5 separate regions of the Mus musculus genome follow, and regions 2, 3, 4 and 5 are each linked to region 1. A link is a contact called in public ChIA-PET, Hi-C and HiChIP or PLAC-seq data. All regions are on one chromosome and are shown on one strand. Each heading gives the region's core, a stretch centred on a gene start, on an enhancer-like site or on the middle of the called end of the contact. The rest is flanking DNA. Distances are from core to core; before and after follow the strand shown.

Region 1 (2,700 bases), core at 16-2,515:
TGCCTTTGGTGGAGACAGAGTGCTGTATCAGAGAGCAAATGGTTGGCTTTTCCAGGAAGCCTCCTGCACCTGAAACTCTCCATTCATGGTCTTCTAAAAACACAAAGCATATGGACAATTTATGCTGAGGGGGAGAAATTGAAGCTTTTCTCATTTCTGTTGGTATTTTCCGTTATGTTTTTTAAAAAATTACAGCTTTGGCTGCCTTTAGAATTTTATCGTCTCTAAACTATTTGTGATGTCTGTACCCAATTCTCCTTTTAAATCTCTCCTTTGAGGGGAGATGTGCACAGCACACCTTATTAATCAGGAAGCCCGTGGGATGTCCTCTCTTTCAAGTACTTTGAAAATCGCTTACGTCTCTTCTGCCATTTCTGGCAACTCTTTATCAAAGGAAAGAACATAATTCCCTATGTCAACTTTGTGATCTAGATCACAGTGCCTGCTCTAAACTGGGTTTATCAAAGACGGCTATACTATCTGTTGGAACGCACATTGGGAAAACTGTGGGGGGAAGTCAGGGAGCCCCCAGCGCAGGAGTAGATGAGGTAGGAGAGCCATTCTATAATTAGATCCATTCACGGGGGCTCCCCACATCTTACAGCGATTTTTCTCTTTGCCACAGGAATGCTTTAAGTCTCTTCTCTTCTTCCCTTCACACCTAAGCATTTGTTTATGAATCAAAAAATACTTGACATGGAGATGGGGGATGGGGATGCAAACCGAAGGAACCGTAGCCATATTGAGATTAATCAAAATGAAGATAAGCCATCTTTGAAGTTACAGTAAGCCATCCGGGAACTAAGATTCACTGCTGAAACCTTCAGCTCTGTTCATTTGCACCTTGCCTTGTGCCGAACAAATCAGGAAGTGAAACCCAGTAATGACCTACATTTATCAGTAGCCCGCTGGAAAAGAAGGTCCTGAGCTATAGTTCTCCAGTTCCACCCCTCCCCATCCCACCCACACACACCCAGCAGGACGCACACATGCGCAGAGGCAAATTTTTCCACACTATATTCCAGACAGCCTTACCGCTGTTGCTGTGCAGTGAAAGCCACTGATGAATGGTTTGCTTAGGAGCAAAACTGTGAGTTTCTCGGGCTGCTAGGAGAGCCAGTTTTTACCCAAAACAGCTGCGAAACCAGACTGACTTTCCACCTCCCTTGTTGAATACAGGAACTCTTGGCACAATCACAGTGCAAGTAGCACAGGCTCTACCGGGTTACCATTATAGAAACAGACTTGGCCAGCAGGAAGTATTTACATCCTGCACGAAACCCTGATGTTTGACATGAAACCGGAGCTGCTCGCTATGGGTTCAGAGAACAAAAGTCCCCATCTTTGAACTTGCCTCCTAGCCCAAACAAACAAATATTCTTCTTTCCTCTCCATCAAATACCTCAACCCCAACTACTTGCTTCACTGAACTTCTTCATACTGTGCAAATACAGGAAATAAACAAGCTCTGTGCTCTTTCGCCCGGAATGAAACGCACACCCCCGCCACCAAGGATACCACCCAGCTTGGGCTGAGCCTCGCAACGCCTCAGACATCTCCTAAATATGGCGATTATAATTTAATGGAAACAAGCTGGGCTTCCTTCCACAAAAGCAAGGCAAGTTCTGCTGCAGCTAACTGCATGTGAATTTGAGAGCCCTAACTGACATCGAGGCATTTACCAGATCCTGCATAATAAAGAGTAACCGGGCAAAGGAGGGAAATGAGAGAAGGTAGAGTTTCGAGGCTGAGCAAATGGGACCCCAAGATCCAGGAGAAAGAACTACCAACCTCTGACCTTGGCAAGGTTATGATACAAGAAAATAATTTGAAGCCAATGTCCAACCTGTAACTGAAAAAAAATCCAGGGAGGTTTACCAAGTGAACAATTCACTCGAATTAGACTGTATCAGTTTACATCTTTGCTGCGGTAATATAACCATGCACTTAGGAAATGGGTGTGTGTACATGGACAGACAGGAGCTCCGGTATCCAGAAGGAAACTATGTCGTTATTTGCTTCTCAATTTTACTTGGATTTCATAAGCATATGTGGGCAAGGGATACTTGGAAAGAGGTCAAGGGTCATATGCTGGGGGCACAGAAAAGTGATTTTAATGTTGATGGTTTTGATTGTTTTGTGTGTGCCCCATCTCTCTGAGGTTCCCTTCCTTCACCTGCAACAAGGGACCCTCTTAAGACCTGAGGATGTTGCAGTAAGAAATGAGAACCTGGTAGTGGTTCCCAATAACCCTAATGCTGAGACCTTTAATACAGTTCCCCGTGATGTGGTGCCCTCCAATGATAAGATTATTTTCATTGCCACTTCATAATTCTGCTACTGTGATAAGTCATCGTGTAAATATTTTGAAGATAGAAGTTTGCCAAAAGAGTCTCGACCCACAGGTTGAGAACTACTGCTTTAGATACATCTCTAGGGTTGAATGTAAGGGAAGGAAATGGCTTCTTACTTAAAATAGACATATTCATCCGTTTTGCTTTCTTAACTCAAATGATCATTTAAAAAGGTAATGATAATTCATATTGCCATTCATAATGTTTTTCCATTGTTGCTATAACAACTGGCCACAAACTATAGTTTGAAACCACACAAACCATGCTAAGTTTCACTAGGACCGAAGTTTGATCTTAATCTCACAGTCTTAAGTCAAAACATAAGAAACCTGAATCACTTCCTGGA
Region 2 (2,700 bases), core at 100-2,599, 340 kb after region 1:
GCCTTCCTCAGCACTACAAATAATAGTAATGTGTTAGGCTACCTTCTCTGCATCTTAAACTCTTGCGAATAAAATTTACTTACTAATGAATGGAAGCTTTTAATGCTGATGAAACTGACTTCATTAGCTTTCTAGTTACCTGTTTCTACGTCTTAAGAAGCCTTCCCTGTCTTTTCATATTTTCTTTCTATCTCTCCTTCTTTGTCTCTTCGAGGAGACAAAGTCAACCTTGAACCTGCTACGTAGCTGAGGATGGCCTTAACTCCCCAACTTCCTGCCTCAGGCTTGGGGTTCACAATCTCTTTATCGTTTGTAAAAATATTAGACCCTTGCCTTCATCTGTGAAACTTTAATTCCTTGTATTCTGACAATAGATAACTGGTTATTTCAGGATGCAGAATGGCGCTGGGACCTACAGCGCAGCTTGTGTTGCCTGTGATGGCTCCTACCCATGTGTCAGTAGTCTGTTGTTTCCAGAGCTTGATGTCTTCACAGCTTAACTTTCAGAGCTCCATAGTGGGTGAGCCCTAGTGTTTGACAGAGCAAGGCTTCTCTCGGAGTCTCTGTGGACTGATGGAATAATGCGATTGGCTGTTTCAGATCTGTTTAGTCCGTTTATAGAGTCTTTTGAAATTAGATTGACATCGTGTGGAATGTATTGATTTGATTTGAGAAGAATTGTTTTCTTCCATTGTGGCTTCCTGCACATAGCAAGTTAGGTTGTTTAGTTTGTCCCAACAGTGTCTCCAATGTTCTTGCCATAGACAAGAGCGGATGGTGGTTACAACTTACTTATATTCTTTAAGTATATTTTGTTGTTGAGTGTTTCCTTGTCAGTTTCTGGGTTTGTTTGCTTTTTTCTATACACATGTGCTTTGTGTTGACTGGCTATTTTCAGTAAGTGATAAAATTGAAATGTTTGTAGAATGCAGCACAGCATTCTTCATTCTTTTTTTATGGTTGAATAATATTCCACTGGTCCGGTTTAACACGTTATTTACCATTTGGAAAATGGATGGTGATAGTATCCTGGGAATTCGTGTGTAGACCAAGTTAGCATGTCCTGTCTCAATATACTTAGGAATAGAATCTCTCCGTGGTATAGCAGCTGTTAATTTTTAAAGAACTATTTAACTCTTTTCATGGTTTCTATGCAGTAGACTACATTCCCCTGTGGTGTGAGAGGGAGAAGGAATAGCCTGTGCTGAATAGCTCGTTTCAGGCTCGTTCTGACTGTAACACGTTATGTTTATCTTAGATTGTGTTTTTTCTTTAACTCGTGGAAATGAGAAAAGCTTGATTTCTTGCTGCATGAGACTCCTTTTAAGACAGTTTCGTTTTCTAAACGCTGTGTGTTTTCTGAAGCCTCTGCTCCAGCGAGACCTGTCATTGAAACACCACCTACTTCACACACTGGCAGGATTGACTTGCAGGATTCAAATACATTTTCCAGATGTCAGTGATGGCAGCTGTCTTTTTTTTAGAAGATGGTGGTCTTGTCTGCATCCCCTGCTCACTTACAGTGCTGTCCCTTCTCTGGCCAGGAGTTGGTCTGCTTTTCCCGCCACAATTCCACTCTTCTAGCTGTCCCCTCCACGTGGGATACGATTACACAACGTGGGGCTTCCTCCATCACTGATCCTTAGGCTCTGAGCCTTGGTCTGCAGTCACAGTGGCTTCCCTTTGTTTGTGTTTTGTTTCTGGTTACCACCTCACACTTATCTGTCCATCACTGCACGACTGTTTGCTTTGCTTACCGTCTTGGCTACGAGGATTGATACCGATCTCATTTGCATGCACGTTTCGGACTTGTATCGGTTTCTCTTCCTTAAATAACCCTGTGTGAAACTGTTGTGACATTGTGAAAGTATACACGCATGTAACTGTGCAAAGCTTTCAGCTCTTTCATTCCCCAAGTGGCTAGACACCCCCCCACACACCCCTTTTCTCATCTGGAGTGGAGGAGTCTGATGGTCACTGTGTGTGTGTGTGTGTGTGTGTGTGTGTGTGTGTGTGTGAAATTGACCCTAGCTATATAGGACCTTCTGGGAAGAGGGAAATTCAGTTGAGCAAATGTCTCTACAAGTTAGGCCTGTAGGCAAGCTGGGGTGTGGGATGGGGTGGGGTTTTGGGTGGGTAGGTGGGTGAGTGAGGGAGTAGGAGAATGAGAGGAGTGGGGGAGGGTGGAGTTTCTTCTTTAATGATTGGTATGGGAGGGCCTAGCCCACTATGGGCGGTGAGTAGGTGGCCCTGGATTGGAAAGCAAGCTGAGAAAGTCAGGAGGAGCAAGCCAGTAAGCAGCATTCCTCCATTGCCTCTGCTTCTGTTGCTGTTTGAGTTGTTGACCTGACTTCTCATTTATGGATCCTTAAGAGGTAAGATGAAGTAAACCTCCTCCTCCCCAGTGTGGCTTTCTTTTGTTGGGGTTTAATCACAGCCATAGAAAGTGAATTAGTGCAACCAGATCCACCCACCATCATTTCCAACTGACGATTTGTTTCCAGTGAAAAATGGTAGTTATTGTAGTGTTGGTGGGGTGGTCTTTGTCACTTCATCGAGAGTTCTGGTGAGGAATTATGACAGTCACCATATTGTGTGCCGGTGAAGTCTTATTCTTTGAAGAACTTTTCAGTCCTCGTTCAGTTTACTAATTTTTATTTGATTAGATTATCTCACTCTTGACTTCTAAGGAATTGAATA
Region 3 (2,700 bases), core at 90-2,589, 400 kb after region 1:
TGGGATTACCCATGCTTGCAAGGTTCTATTTCATGCTTAATTGGCTTGGGGAATATCAACAACAACAAATTGAAATTTTATTCCCTGCCACTGGGATCACTAAACTGACCTGTTCTGCTAGAGCAAATAGATTTTAAATATTAAATTGGTAAATGTGCTGTGCCCTTCTGGTTTTTGTTCCCCAAAATTTGTAGGTAAGAGGATACTATGGTGGCTCGTAAGGGTAGGTGTTCTGCTGGCAGCATGTGGCATTGAGTTAATCCTCCAGTCCTGTAAGTAGTTAATGTAATACTATTTACGTTTTCAAGATGCTATCTTCTAGAGTAGGCTAAAGACCTCTCCTCCAGAAATCAGTAAATATATTCCCAAATTAGCAGGATAATTGGAACTAGTCTTAAAATCCTCTAAGTTTCTGCCACACTTGACCCACTCCAATGAGCATGTGTAAGGATATATATTGGAATTTTTGAGCCTTTTTAATGTCACAGAGAAGAGGAGCTGCTGTCTGCCTCTTGGTTTTTCCAACCATAATGGAAATGTTCCCCCAACTTTGAGAAAACTGTGCAGTCCTTTTCTAGTGATCTCTTCTCATTTGTGTTTGTCACTGTTGACCTTTGAGACCACTGTCCAAGAGGCAATGGTTTACAGGTATGGTTCCTGCGTGATCAGTACGCCAGGGAAGAGGGCTGCTCCAGGTTTATTGCCTTAGGCTTTTTAATTCAAAGACAACAGTGGGATGCGTTTCCTATAATCAGAAAGCTCCACTTTTCCTAAGAGGCTGAAGCCTTTCTTCCATCAGCCATTGTGTGAGTCTTCCCGAAAGCTAGGGGTAGCCCCTTGAAGTTTTGAGCACCCCATTGGCTGTGTTAGCCAGCCTTGTGGTATCTTCAAGCATGCCTTTACCTCTGGCCTGGTTTTGGGCATTGATTCTTCTTTGACAGCCACATGGGCAACTTTGAATGTAGTTGTTTTCTCAGGGAGAGAGCAAGAACCATCTTCACTTGGCCCCCTTCATACCTTCATAGGCTCCCTCTGTGCTGACTAGCTGTATGTTAACTGGGCACAGGCTGGAGTCATCTGAGGTGAGAGAATCCCAACTGAGAAAATGCCTCCGTAAGATCAGGCTGTAGGCAAGCCTACAGAGCATTAATTAGTGATTAACGTGGGAGGGTCCAGTCCATTGAGGGTGGGGACACCTCTAATCATGGGCTCTAAAAGAAAACAGGCTGAGTGAGCCACGGGAAGGAAGCCAGTAAGCAGCTCTTTCATGGCCTCTACATCAACTCCTGCCTCCAGGTTCTTGCCCTGTTTGAGTTCCTGTCCTGACTTCCTCTGATGATGAACTGTGATAAGGAAGTATAAACCAAACAACCCCTTTCCTCCCAGGTGTTTCAGCACAGCAATAATAACTCTAACTAAGGTACCCACAAAAAACAAATTGACTCTCATTTATCTCTACTTGGAGCAAAGCATCATTCACTTAGTTAAACTTATCAAAGCAGGCACCTGAGCACTGGCTTCACGGTTTTGGTCTCAGGTTAGGCCTGAGAGGAGACTCTGTATAGGCTGTGTGGCTATGAAGAATCCATGGGGTATCCCCACTTGTACAGGAACCTATTTGGTTTTCTCAGGAGTGAGGGGATGGAGCAACCAGCTATAGTTCCCTCAGGGGAACAGTAGTAGGTACTGGCCAGGCCAGAAGGTAGGAGTGCTACCCCTCATTCTGCTGAAAGACTGGGTGCTGAAAATCAAACACATATGTGAAAAGCCCAATCTAGTCACCAGGAGATTTTCCAGGAAGTGTGATGAATATTGTGTCTCCCACAAAGAAGCTATGAACTTCCACCCACCCACGTCCTTTCCTCTTTTTGAATTTGTTTTCTTCCTGCTAATAAAACTAAAAAGTCCCTCACAAGATCAAAGCTTTCAGATTTGATAACATCCCTTAACCCCCACCCCCCTTGGCAGTCTGAAAGCTTTAAAAGTGTGGTGGGCATTTATACTATAACTAAAGCCTTTTAGGAGGAAGGGGCGGGGCGTGGCTTTACAGGATAGTACTGTAGGCTTGTGCAGGCTAGCCTTCGATTTGCAGCAGTCTAGATTCATTTTCCCAGGGTTTGGGATTATAGGCATGAGCCACCATCTCCTACCCATTCTTGCTTTCCTAAAGACCTTCCTCCCTGGAAACAAACAACACGTTCTGTCCCTACCTCCCATCCTAGCCAGAGAGAGAGAGAGAGCTGTTGACATGTAATCCATTTGGTTTTATAACCCAGTGTCTTTCAGAGTGCCAAGATCATCTGTGTTCAACATTCTCTTCCATTAAGACTCCTTCCTATACCGACATTCAGTGATACTAACCATCCGGCCCTTCAAACAGCTCAGACTTCAAGTTCCTTCTAAGTATCCAGCCATCCTAAAGTTTATGTTTCCTCTAACTTATGTCTACCCATCTACGTTGTCATACTATTAACTTCTGAAGTTCAGCTTACCCCAGTCTCAAATTCAGTGTGCATGCTCTCTGCCAGGTTTTTCTAATCACCCTTTCCCTATGTTGGAAAACCATGACTCCAGATGGAGTTCCTCCTTGACTTTGGTTTATGATCACTATCATTCATCTGAGATTTCCTTAATCTGTTGCTTCCCACCCATCTCATATGCTGTCACTCTGAGTTTTAACTTGTCATTTCAAGTTTTCTG
Region 4 (2,700 bases), core at 90-2,589, 430 kb after region 1:
TCTGCTTAGAAGACTAGATCCAAGAGAGAATTTCTTCCTTTCAAGTCTTTGGGAAAGTACCCACATTATACACAAATACGACAGAAAACTTGGCCTTTTTATGTATTGCCATTCAACCAAGTGTCTTCTAGGCTAAACTCTGACCCCTACTGCATATTTTTGCTTTATTGTAGTTGTACTATTTCTGTCACTTTTGACCTTATTGAGACTGGACTTCCAAAATAAACGTAATATATTATAGAAAACAAGCTGAATAGCTAGGGATAGCTTGGGGATCCCTCTGTCTACATAGTAAACTTGGAAGACAGTGGACTGAAACCCTGAGGTCCTGTCTAGACTTCAGGGAATCCTGACTCTTTTCTACAACCCAATACTGTTTTGATCAATTATTTTAGAAGCTACAGTGCCTGAGTCGGTAGTCCTTCTCAGTCAGCATTGTGATAAGGTGACAGGAATGTGCAGAAGCAAAGGTGGCTCAGGTGATATAATGCTAGGAGAAAGGTATTATACCAGATGAAAAATCTAGAATAAGATGCAAAGCTGTTTGACTGTCTCTCAAAATGTATAGCTGGAGTGTGTGCCAGTTACAGAAGGTCCAGACCTGAGCAACAGGACCACAAAAAAATAATATATAAATAAAATAAAAAATGAAAAGTCCCATATAGATCATAGAGAAATATAGAAATACAAGTAGTCACAGTTATATATCATGAGTTGTAAAATAGTATATTTCAGTAGACAGAAGATGATGTAATAATATAAAGAAAATTAAAAATTCTTGTCAATGTATCTGCAGTTTGAACTTTCCCTTAAAGGATTGAAAGAACTTGTTAAAGTTTTATACCATAATATGATATCTCTTGAGTTTATAAGGGGGTTAGCCGTATTTTTATTCATTACTTTCTGATAAACTAAATGTTGAACAGCGATGTTTCCTGCTAAACATAAATGATTAAGTTCTGTGGAGCTATTTTCATTTGGTAATGAAATATACAAATACATAGCAAATATAACTGGCACGTGACAATCACTTGTTAAACTTAGATATAGAAGATGGAGAGTTCATCTCAAATTCTTCAAAGTGTAAGACCTAATGATATTGAAAGCTTACAAAGTATTAGTGCCTTTGAAAGTAAACACTCAGAGAAAGCACCTATAGTGTCTACTTCATGCTGTTACCCTGTTTCGTATTTGTGTTGTTCCTGCGAGTCATAGCCAACCTCTGTTCATTGTTTGCAAATAAAATTGAGACTTAAACAATGCAGATGTCTTACCACATAGTGAAAGAGTGCGCCACAGGAAGTGAAGATTGTCTTTCCAAAGAATTCAAAATGATGTTTTGATCTGTGGTAGCCTTCTTAAGACAAGACCTCAGTGTCCTGCATGGAGAGTTTGAAGAAAACCAAACACTAAAATGGGTGAATTTCCGGTACTTTTCTAACCACACTAGTTTATGCCTTAAACCAATTTTTATACCATACCACATGCCTTTCTTGGGTGTGTTTAAAGACCCAAGGCTCCTTGCCACTCTGCCGGTAATCATGTTGACATGGACACATATGTAGAGATAAACAAGAACCAACATAATTCTGTGGTGCCTTGGAAATGTCTTCTGATATTGATTCTGAGAAGAATATGGCACTGATTCAGACCCCGCAGAAGAAACAGAGCCAGATGACCCAGCTTGAGTTTAAGATGACAACATCTCTGTATTCAAATGAGCAGAACCATGCCTCTAAAGGTGATGTATGGTTTTCACGTTCAGAGCATCACCAGAAACAGCTTCCTAAGATTTTGAATTCAGAAGTTGAGAGTGATCATTTAAGTATTTTTCTGATTGCCTCCTTAAAAACCTTCCTCACTGTGGTTAACAACTGAGAACTTATAGAACACATATACATGTTCTAAAATAATTTTGTTTTTGAAAAAAAAATCCCTTCTAACTTTTAACATATTACCCTCCTGCTCTTGCCACAGTCTTTCTCTCTTCCTTTCAAGCTGTGGTGCACACCCTTGAAGCATCCATCTCTTCCCTGACTTAGTCCCCTTGTGAATCTTTGTTGGTCACTCTTGCATGTCCATCAGACATCATTTCACCCCTTGGCAGCATACCCGAGGAGCCTACTGTTACTGAATAGCTGTTTCTTCCCATAGCAAAATCCTTCACACTGTTTCTACCACACATAATATCAGATGATATGAAGTTATGCAGGTAAAATAGATTATAGGGTCCTATAGTTATAAATCACCACAGCCTATTATTTCTTTGATGTACAAAGCCCTATTAATTCTGTTGATGGACTTCCTGACTGGTAATTATCCTCTTATTTTTCATTTTTAAAATCCAGTTCTAGTCATGTGACTGACAATGTGAACAATAGTTTTGTTTAATATTATTTTCTGGGAATAACATCATGCCATTTTTATCTAGTCAGCTTAGATTTAACTTCACCTTCATACATTTTCATTCAAAAAATTATTTTTTTGTCGACCTGGGAAACCTCCAATATCGATATATGGAAAGGGGAAGAGCGAGGATGGGAGAAGGGTCAGGTCTGAAGGCTGAGAAGGCTTCAGAAGATGAAAATGTAGCAATATAGTATGATGTCCCCCATTCTGGGAAGGGTGACTGCAAATTTCAGCTCCTATTAATTCAGGAATTAGACATCCTTTGCAGGTGTTAGCATATATGTAGTGAGG
Region 5 (2,700 bases), core at 151-2,650, 460 kb after region 1:
TCTCAAGCTGTATCCCATACTTTGAAGTCTCAGATTGACTCATAAGGAATTTCCATCCGTCCTCACAGCTGCTGAGAAGGGAGCCCTAGCAGAAGGAAGGAACGCGTGCTCTCCCCACACTTCCTTCCTGTCTGCGCTGTTCCTGGCTGGGTTGTGCAGATGCATCCCAGCGTCTCAGAGGTCACTCGGCACATTGTTCACAGTGTGGATGCATCTAGAGCATAGTGTGTTTAGAGCGGTATCCAGGTCTCATTTTTGTGCTAGATATTACCAGAAAATCTTATAAGCTGTGCAAAAATATTAATTATGAATACATTTACCATATCTTTATTTCACAAGTCCTGTCATTTTTTCTGTAACTGAGTGTATTTATTACTCTTTAAAAAAAATTCAAGTAGGAAGCAAGTGACAGTATTCTTGTGTAATTACTAAGTTGTGAGAAAAAAAATCTTTCTACAAAAGTTTTTGAGCTGAATATGGTGACAAACACCTGCAATTCTGTCAACCTGGAAGATTCAGACAGGAGGGTTATGAGTTGGAGGCCAGTCTGGCTTGTACATTAAGACATGTATCATCTATTCATGCCCCCACAAATGGGGTGACTCACAAGGTAAGACCTTTTAGAATAATGACTGACGTGTTCGGAACACAATGGACTCTGTGTTATTTGCTCTTGTAGAAGGGGCACTTTAGACTTTGCCTTATAGGACGATCAGTTGGAAAGTTCCAAGTCAGGATATGCCTTGCGTCTCTATGCCAGCACTGTGTCTATCCTCTGGCTTCATGTGTGAGTCGTAATATTGCTTAGGATGTCAGATTTGGTTTGTCTCTTATTCCCACGAGGTTCATGATGTACGTGGTCCTGTTTCTTTCCTCTTTCTGCATTCTTCACCGACTTTGAGAAACCCTTCTCAACTCCACAGTACTTGACACTTGGTGCTTTTAAAAGCAAAAGCAAAAGAACGAACACACAAGGAATAGACTCTGCTGTCTTAAGATAGGCAGTCAAAGAACTACCTGAAAACGTCTGAGATTTTATCTCTTCTAGAGAGTCTAATCTCAGGGAAGAACTGGGTGAGCAGAGAGTTCACGAGTGTATTCTTTTCATAAGATTCAAAAAGTTTAAAAAAAAAAAAGCCCGATGTCCAATTGCAAGGCAAGAGATAAAGATCAAAGACTTGTTTTATTACAATATTTTCATTTTTATTGAACAGATTCATTTTGGACTTTGGCTTGGTTTGGGAATGTTTACCTTTTAATAAGTGATCTGTTTAAATGTGGATCAGAGAACAAGGCTTTCTGTTTTACAGTTGAACTTTTGACCTTGGTGGGGGTGTGAACGGGTGGAGACTAAGAGGAAAGTCCGCTGTGTTTGTACTGAACTTTTTACCCATTTAAAAAAAAAAGAAAGAGAGAGATAGAGAGAGGCGAGTTTAAAGTTCACAGAGTTCACAGGAGGTCTCTATTGGGGATTTCTGGTATTATTAACTTCCTGACCTCAGATAATTAAAAAGGAAGAGCAGGGCCACCTCAGACTGTGACTCAACTTTGAACTCTTAACCTCGCCAGTAAAGCATTTCAATTGTAAATGGTAGACCCTGAAGCTTGCTTGCTGTGATCAACCAGTTTTCATCCCCGGTTACCAAGGCATAGACCCACAGAGGAGCCTGAGCGTCCCTTTGTATTTGCTTAACCTATTTTTTTTACCAGAAAGGACTGTGAACGCTCTATACTCAGAAATGACAGGCATTCTGGCGCACAAGTTGAGCGTCAAGGGTCACTGGATTGCAGAGCTAGAAGCAGCCTTAGATTACCTGGCCAGCTGCCTCAGCTGGGCTACTCTTAGAAGCCAGTAGGTCCAGTGACTTCAGGAATGTAGAAGCCACCCTGGTCATTTGGCTTTGTTTGTCTCCGTTCACAACGGGATGCAAGTGGCCTAGAGGGGGTATGACTTCTGTATTTTAATATTGAAATTCGTAAGGGGGAAGCAGTAAATTTGGTTCCCAAGTGACCTCTTTACTGATACTGGTTGCATAACCTCAGAAACTTTCCTAACTTTTCTAAGTAGTGATTTGCTTAGTTGGGGAGAGAATTCAGACTATGGGCTCTTGTTTGCATTTATGGTATTCCTTGTTGCGGTCATAGTTATTTATTTTGCTTTGTGGTGTCTTGGTGTTCATCTGTTTGGTTTTTGCAGAGCTGGAGGTTGAAATTAAGTCATTACAGTCTCATAAGTGATCTACAACTGAGCTTCACTCCAGGTCACCGTGAGAGTTCTGTAATTTACATTGAAACGCCATGCACACAATTCTAGGCAAGAAATGGGTTTTCTTTGGGTTGATGGCAATGATTTTAGAGTAATTGGTTAGGGCACATGGTCTTGACCTTCAGGATGAGGTTCTTTCTCCCTAATAAAGTCTGAGGGCTGGCAAGATTATTGCTCTGTGATTAACAACACATCTTGCCGGACCTCAGTTCACTTCCTCTCACCGTCATCAGGTGACTCACAACAACCTGGAACTCCAGTTCCAGAAGAGACAATGTCCTCTTCTGGCTTACACTGATACCTCATACAAATCACACACACACACACACACACACACACACACACACACACACACACACACAAATCATCTGAACAGAAAGGGGGCTATAATGCAAGAAGGAGTGGTGATAAGGAAGGGAAGGACAAGGGACAGG

Evidence for each region. HiChIP or PLAC-seq counts read pairs in DNA pulled down with a chosen protein or histone mark. A called contact is a pair of places that touch in the nucleus more often than the background predicts. ChIA-PET counts read pairs in DNA pulled down with a chosen protein or histone mark.
Region 2: a BATF HiChIP or PLAC-seq map of CD8 T cells shows a contact between it and region 1, with 5 read pairs. The contact joins two enhancer-like sites. A contact is called at or near these places in 1 of 484 Hi-C or Micro-C datasets (CD4 T cells) and 4 of 115 datasets of contacts at active chromatin or transcription factors (CD8 T cells, effector CD8 T cells, embryonic stem cells and 1 more).
Region 3: a contact with region 1 is called in an RNA polymerase II ChIA-PET map of memory CD8 T cells, with 10 read pairs. The contact joins two enhancer-like sites. A contact is called at or near these places in 3 of 484 Hi-C or Micro-C datasets (the G1E-ER4 cell line, cerebral cortex and group 2 innate lymphoid cells), 1 of 115 datasets of contacts at active chromatin or transcription factors (memory CD8 T cells) and 1 of 9 other capture datasets (embryonic stem cells).
Region 4: a contact with region 1 is called in a Hi-C map of CD4 T cells, with 2.2 times the contacts expected there. The contact joins two enhancer-like sites. A contact is called at or near these places in 1 of 484 Hi-C or Micro-C datasets (CD4 T cells), 1 of 115 datasets of contacts at active chromatin or transcription factors (T-cell acute lymphoblastic leukemia) and 1 of 9 other capture datasets (embryonic stem cells).
Region 5: a contact with region 1 is called in a CTCF HiChIP or PLAC-seq map of CD8 T cells, with 5 read pairs. The contact joins two enhancer-like sites. A contact is called at or near these places in 1 of 15 datasets of contacts at CTCF or cohesin (CD8 T cells), 2 of 484 Hi-C or Micro-C datasets (CD4 T cells and bone marrow-derived macrophages), 6 of 115 datasets of contacts at active chromatin or transcription factors (CD8 T cells, bone marrow-derived macrophages, embryonic stem cells and 2 more) and 1 of 9 other capture datasets (embryonic stem cells).

The regions. Positions count from the first base shown.
Region 1 is chr16:76,678,981-76,681,680 of GRCm38.p6, reverse strand. No RefSeq gene overlaps it. Among named protein-coding and RNA genes, the nearest start is that of Gm30790, 99 kb to the left of the region's middle. Within about 2 kb of position 1,265, at least 120 of the 459 cell types and tissues checked have an H3K27ac peak or open chromatin away from gene starts, as enhancers often do. A contact at or near this core is called in CD8 T cells, effector CD8 T cells, group 2 innate lymphoid cells and 1 more, where this site is marked.
Region 2 is chr16:76,336,205-76,338,904 of GRCm38.p6, reverse strand. The region is part of intron 2 of Nrip1 (nuclear receptor interacting protein 1); the gene reads left to right. Among named protein-coding and RNA genes, the nearest start is that of Nrip1, 35 kb to the left of the region's middle. Within about 2 kb of position 1,349, at least 39 of the 459 cell types and tissues checked have an H3K27ac peak or open chromatin away from gene starts, as enhancers often do. A contact at or near this core is called in CD8 T cells, effector CD8 T cells and memory CD8 T cells, where this site is marked.
Region 3 is chr16:76,282,645-76,285,344 of GRCm38.p6, reverse strand. No RefSeq gene overlaps it. Among named protein-coding and RNA genes, the nearest start is that of Gm30569, 17 kb to the left of the region's middle. Within about 2 kb of position 1,339, at least 22 of the 459 cell types and tissues checked have an H3K27ac peak or open chromatin away from gene starts, as enhancers often do. A contact at or near this core is called in group 2 innate lymphoid cells and memory CD8 T cells, where this site is marked.
Region 4 is chr16:76,245,085-76,247,784 of GRCm38.p6, reverse strand. All of the region lies in intron 1 of Gm30507 (a long non-coding RNA gene), which reads left to right. Among named protein-coding and RNA genes, the nearest start is that of Gm30507, 3.2 kb to the left of the region's middle. Within about 2 kb of position 1,339, at least 5 of the 459 cell types and tissues checked have an H3K27ac peak or open chromatin away from gene starts, as enhancers often do.
Region 5 is chr16:76,224,086-76,226,785 of GRCm38.p6, reverse strand. The region is part of intron 2 of Gm30507 (a long non-coding RNA gene); the gene reads left to right. Among named protein-coding and RNA genes, the nearest start is that of Gm30507, 24 kb to the left of the region's middle. Within about 2 kb of position 1,400, at least 81 of the 459 cell types and tissues checked have an H3K27ac peak or open chromatin away from gene starts, as enhancers often do. A contact at or near this core is called in CD8 T cells and memory CD8 T cells, where this site is marked.